Linked DNA regions of Hordeum vulgare: region 1 is linked to region 2. The links are chromatin contacts, called in public Hi-C maps. All regions are on one chromosome and are shown on one strand. Each heading gives the region's core, a stretch centred on a gene start, on an enhancer-like site or on the middle of the called end of the contact. The rest is flanking DNA. Distances are from core to core; before and after follow the strand shown.

Region 1 (3,007 bases), core at 401-2,900, 230 kb before region 2:
CCGAGCATTTGAGGTCACCTCGGAGCGACAATCCATTGTGGTGAAGCTTCGTGGTGGTGGTGTTGGGAGCCTCTAGATAAGTTGTGGAGATTGCCCCGACCTTATTTGTATGGGTTCGGTGACCACTCTCAAGGATCCCTTAGTGGAATCACGACATCTTGTATTGTGCGAGGGCGTGAGGAGATTACGTCAGTCCTAGTGGCTTCTTGGGGAGCACTGTGCCTCCACACCACTCCAAACGGAGATTAGCATCTGCAAGGGTGTGAACTTCGGGATACATCATCGTCTCCACGTGCCTCGGTTATCTCTTACCCGAGCCCTTTACTTATGCACTTTACTTTATAATAGCCATATTGTTTCACATCATATATCTTGCTATCATTTAGTTGTTTATCTTGCTTAGCATAAGTTGTTGGTGCACTTAGGTGAGCCTAGTTGTTTTAGGTTTTGTGCTTGACCAATTAAAGTTAGTTTTTTTTCTGCATTTGTTGAAACCGAAACTATAATTATTTTAAAGCGCTTATCCCCCCACCTCTACGCGACATCCACGTTCTTTCACCATCCTTTTAAGGGTCTAGTTCATATCTTCAAACCTAACTGAAAACCTATGGATCTCAAATGCAAAATGAGGAATAAAAATAAGCAGAACAAAGAACCACGAGGTCAATTTTGTGACTAAGCTTGGTTTAATGTGACTTAAAGATCCTCAATCAACTAGGCATATTTCGTAAACTTGGAGGCAAATTTCACCTCATTCAAATTAAGTTGATAAAATAGACAAATACATTAGATAGAAACGTGTGAACAAAAATTAACATGCACACAAGTAACTCAACACTCATAGGTTATGTACACACCCACGTAATGAATTGTTCTCTTTCTCCATAATGACTCAACAAATTTTAGGGTTTCATCCCTGCCAGCACCACTGTTCGTCCACCCCACCTAAGATGGCCCTTGGGCCTTGGAGGTACAACGGACTCCCTCCCTTGAGGGAGTGCATCAGTGCTTTAGGTAGTTTCAGTGTTTTTGGCTGGACGACAAGAGAACAAATGTGTCTCAGATTTAGTGTAATGTCGTCCCCGTCCCGTCCCCTCTCCGACGGAAGACGATGAGGCGCGTCTCTGACGGATCCATTTGGATTTGTTTGACCCTTATTTCGTTGATGTCTTTGCAGGAATGACCCTTTTGATCTACACTTTTCATCGTCGGCGATGATTGATATATGCCGGTGTGTTGGTTATTTGTCCTCTTAGCACGAGGACTTTCCGATGGTCTATTATAATAAGGTTCGACCCGCTCCCATAAGGAAGGGGCATGACGACAGCATCTTCGACGTGCTTGAGTGCTTATAATCATGGTTTGGTGCTCCATGGATTTGGCTGTATTTTCTCTAAGGTTGCGTATTACTAAATGATCGAGTATTTTTCGCAACAAGAAAACCCAACACTCACGACATCACTATTATTATGAATCAACTAGTGATTCCGACTTCAACAACGACTCTGACTTGAGTGCTGATAGCTAGCATGGAGATGACACGTGGTTTTAACAAAGTGGTCGAAGATCGATACTCCTTTGTTTTTGTTTATTTGGCACGCTGAATTTACTTAAAGTCAAAACTATAAACTTTGACCAAGTTTATGGTAAAAAATAATAATATATACACCACGAAATCAAAAAGGGCGCATCTTTCGGATAAAAAGGCCCTTTTTCAGGTAAAATCAAAAGGGCTTAATATGAACCACAACGTTGGGAAACACTAATACTAGCACGGCAAAAAAGTGAAAATAAGAAAGCGCGCACTCATCAATAGCGACCGTAGCGAGCGAGCGAGCGAGCAGCGCGGAGGCCACGCTACAGCGCCAAATTCCACACCAAACAAAGGCGCGGCGACGAAGGAAGGAAGGAGCGAGCAGGCAACACCCGCACTAGGACTACTCCAATGTCTAATCCAGTCGCTAATCACCACCACCACCACCACCGCACCAGCAAATAAGTACGCCCACCCCCGCGACGGAAAGCTAATCTCTCCTCTCCTCTCCTCTCCTCCACCTTCTCTTTCTTCTTCATACTCCCACCATCTCCACCACCACCACCACCACCATCTTCTCCTTTCTCCCACCCACCTCTCTCCGCTGAGTCACCTCCGCACGCCACCCGCCGATTGATTTCTCCATCCAGGTGCGCGGCCATGATCTCTATAGGCGGGTCGTCGTCTTCCTCGTCGTCGTCGGCCGCGGCGGGTGTCCGGATGGGCGGGGCCAAGCGGCGGGGGAAACCGGGCGGGGCCGCGCCGGGGGCCGCCGGACCGCCGCAGACCAAGTGGCGCAGCGGCACGCAGGAGAGGATCTACGGCCGGCGCCTGCTGGACGCGCTGCGGGCCACGCGGTCCGGCGCCGCGTCCTCCGCGCACCACACGCAGCCGCGCGCCGTCAAGGCGGCCGCCGATTCCGCGCTGGCGCTCACGGCGCGCGGACAGTCGCGCTGGAGCCGCGCCATCCTGCTGGCCGGCGCCGCGTCCTGCCGCCGCCGCGTGCTCGTCAAGGCCGGCGGGAAGATCCGACGCCACCGCCGCCCGCAGGCGCGCGCCGCGGCCGCTGCGTCCAAGGCCGCGGCCGCCGGCGAGCCACCGGTGCTCAAGGAGAAGAAGGTGAAGGACCGGCTCCGCGTGCTGGGCCGGCTCGTCCCGGGCTGCCGGAAGCTGCAGGCCCCCGACCTGCTCGAGGAGACGGCCGACTACGTGGCCGCGCTGGAGATGCAGGTCAAGGCCATGCGCGCGCTCGCCGACGCGCTCGCTGCGGCGCAGCTATCCTCGCCTCCCCCGCCGTCCGCCACCGGCGAGGACGAGGCCGAGATGGAGAGGTGAGGGTCTGACTCATCGCCTCGCCTCGCCTCCGAGGGGGAGGAGATTGATGATGACATGATGGCGTTGGGCTCGGGAAAATAAGGGCGATTAATTGCTGGATGGACGGATGGATTGTTACCGCGAGAGGGGGTTCTGCGA
Region 2 (3,144 bases), core at 14-2,513:
ATAGTGTTATAATCCAACAGATTATACACAATCTCATGTTCATGTCAATGGAATTGGTATGAGATGTCCTTCATATTTGCAAAGTTCAGGGGGAGTAATCTCCCAAACTATAACCTATTAACAACCATCAGATTGCATATATTGTACTATTTTTATCTTGATGAGTTTTCCCCTAACGGTTTCTCATAAAGGTTTTTAACAATATAATATAAACACAAGTGTCTTTATATGCCATATCATTTTCTCCTTATATTTTTCCCGCTGGATTTTAAAGGAGTTTTCAATGGCATGTACGATTGCACTTTTTCCCTTATGAGTTTTCTCTCAAGTTTCTCATAATAGTTTTTAGTGAGGCAATATCTTCTCAAAGATCATATGTCATACTTTCTGTTTTTCCTACCAAGGTTTTTAAAGAAAGTACTCAAGACATATTAATTGTTCTCTAAACTTATCAATGAGTTTTCTCCTTCTTCAAAGGTTTTCTCATATGAGTTATCAAGAGGCAATGATCATCATATGTTGTATCATTTTTTTCCTTATTTTTTTCACTGGGTTTGAAGGAGTTTTAGCAACATATCTACTCTGTTCTCCTCATATTTTTTCCACAGTGTTTTTGGGGAAGACTCTCAAGATTATCTCGAAGATTTCTCAAGATGAAAGATCTATATGCAAGAAGCTTTCAACGATGACACATTCAAGGAGCGGTGTTGTACAAGGGGGAGTGTTAGAAATTAATTAGTAGATTAATTGGGCAAGGGATGTGTCCAACCCCGAACAGTCGTGTCTCCTCTCTCTCTATATATTGCCAACATGCACCTGTTCTGGAGGGATGCCTTCGAACAGACACCTCTTCTTCACACCTCTTCCAGATGTATATATACTTGAGAATTAATAGAGATCAGGACTAATCGTCCATTCACTTTCATTCAATCTCGTTTTACTCTAACAAAAACCACAATATGACGACTCTACTAGAAGGAAATCGTGAAGAATGAATGTTTATAAGTGAGTATCCAAGTAACATTCCCCTCCTATGGTAGATGGATAACTTTAGCTCAAGTGACCTCACAAGCAAGAACGTGTACTTTTATTAAAAAAAAACGGATGGAGGAATAGAGGAAGACATTTTATCTTAGCTTACACGGGCCGCTCTAGTCAACGAAGCTAGAGCAAAGCTCGCTGGAGCTGTCGGCGTGGCAGAGTGTGAGTGGTTGTCAAAATCCGCCGCGCCAATCAAACGGCACATGTCGATGAGCTGTGACACGGCCAGGCCCACGGGTGACGTCTCAGTCAGCCCTCACAAACCCCGTCAAGCCGGAGGACATCCATCCTCCGACGTCTCCGTGCATGTGTCATACGGGCAGCGCATTCCCGCATCTCTCGCACCGCCCTCACTCCAATCCGTCTCTCTCCCCAACTCCCGATCCAACACCGAGATCTCCCGGAGGTTTCTTTTGCCGGAGGAGGAGGGGGAAATCCGTTTCCCTCGTGAGTCGTGAACATGGCGGAGGCGGAGGCGGCCTCGCCGTGGTGGGCGGGGCGGATGGCTGCGGCGTTCGGGGCGCCGTTCCTGTGGCTCGTCTGCCTGATCTACTTCATCCAGGTCTATTCCTCTCTCCCATTTCTCCGCACACGCGCCGTCGATTCAGATAGATCCGCCACTCATGTGCGTGTCCGTATGATCATTTCGTGATTTGCGTTTCCAGAACACGCAAGATGATGAAGGATACCTGGACTCCTATTTTGAATAATTCCTTTTGTAGACAGCACGCTAATTTTATCTTGTTGCGGACGCGAAGCCCGTGCTGCCACAGTAGCTTGAGATGGACGTCTAGTGTTTATTTATATGCTTGCCAAATCAGTCACTTTCTGTATAGAGAGACTCAATTGCGCTGAAGAACCGATGAATCATTCTCTGCCCCATGGAAATGTGAAACTATCAAGTGTTGGCAAGTCTTGCATTGGACTGCGATGCCTTAAACAACTTGATGTGGTAATTGCACTGGATGCCGGGCATTGGTGGCATGTCATGTAGGGGGCCAAGGTTGTTCATTCATATCGTTAGCTCTTGTTCCATTTCCATGCTTTGGTGATATGCCTCAGTTGCAAAATTCCTTGTCTGTATTCAGCATAATTAAAGAGGCCCTCCTTCAAATCTCTTTGTTTTTATCGAATGCTTCACAAATCACAACATGTTAACATTTTAAATGTTCTAATTTTATATTCTTCAATGTTGTAGGGTTTCAGATCTTTTGTCTGGACAGCTGTCTCGTATCAAATGAAGGACATGATGAAGCTGTCACCCTCAACATCACAATTTTTGGTCTCTGCTGCATTTTTTCCTTGGAGCATAAAACCTATATATGGGTAATGTTACCTTTCGTTCGTTGCTTTATTATGAAGTGAAACTTAACAACATCTTTTTTATATGTCATTAGTGTTGCACCTCAGTTTTTCAGAATTATGCCTTTTTCAGGCATAAATTTGGGTATTATTTGATATTGGCGTCCACCACAAGTCCACAACACAAGTTTACTACTGCATTTCTAAGTTCTAGTGTTCCACTGATTTTGTTACAGTATTTTCTCTTAGTTACGAGTAAAGTTCATAATGATGGTATGCTTGCATGTATGTTTATCTCAAATGGAGTTATAGATACGTAATTGTTCTGCCGGAGCTAAACAATTTTTTGCATTGATGTTTAATTACAGATTACCGTGAATAAAACTTAGCACAAACAATCTGGACATAGTTTGTATTCAAGTAGTTTTAATAGAAAATTGTTGACATGTACAACTCATTTGTAGATATGCGTACATGAGAGTAACATGGAAATGTAAAAGGAAACACGTCACAGGAAGTAGTTCCCACATCTGAGGTCAATAGCTTTTTTGCTGGGCATTCGGACATTCAACGGTTCTAGTACATTGGCCTGTGCAATATCAAATTCATAATCAGTTTTCCTAGAGTTTTTCTAGCTAGCGTCCATGATCAATGGTTGTCCTAGTACTTTCTTGTCCATGGAGTTAAGCTGCTTTTTGGCAGTGGTTGTGTTGTGCGCATTAGTATGCTGCATGAAGCCAGTGGCAGTTCGGTTGCAGCTAGCTGGCTGGCAAAGAGGCCAAGGACATAGTCGTGCTGTAG

The links. Hi-C and Micro-C count contacts between places; a contact is called where the count stands out from the background.
Region 1: a contact with region 2 is called in a Hi-C map of leaf, with 4 times the contacts expected there. The contact joins the promoter of LOC123439717 here to the promoter of LOC123443346 in region 2. A contact is called at or near these places in 4 of 6 Hi-C or Micro-C datasets (leaf and seedling) and 1 of 1 datasets of contacts at active chromatin or transcription factors (embryo).

What each region holds. Positions count from the first base shown.
Region 1 is chr3H:155,688,473-155,691,479 of MorexV3_pseudomolecules_assembly, reverse strand. LOC123439717 (transcription factor bHLH150-like) reads left to right here and starts at 1,650. Exons shown (of 1, transcript XM_045116404.1): 1 at 1,650-3,007. The coding sequence starts at 2,195. The coding sequence ends at 2,869.
Region 2 is chr3H:155,461,507-155,464,650 of MorexV3_pseudomolecules_assembly, reverse strand. It overlaps LOC123443346 (probable folate-biopterin transporter 4), which reads left to right and starts at 1,263. Exons shown (of 7, transcript XM_045119684.1): 1 at 1,263-1,603; 2 at 2,240-2,367. The coding sequence starts at 1,502.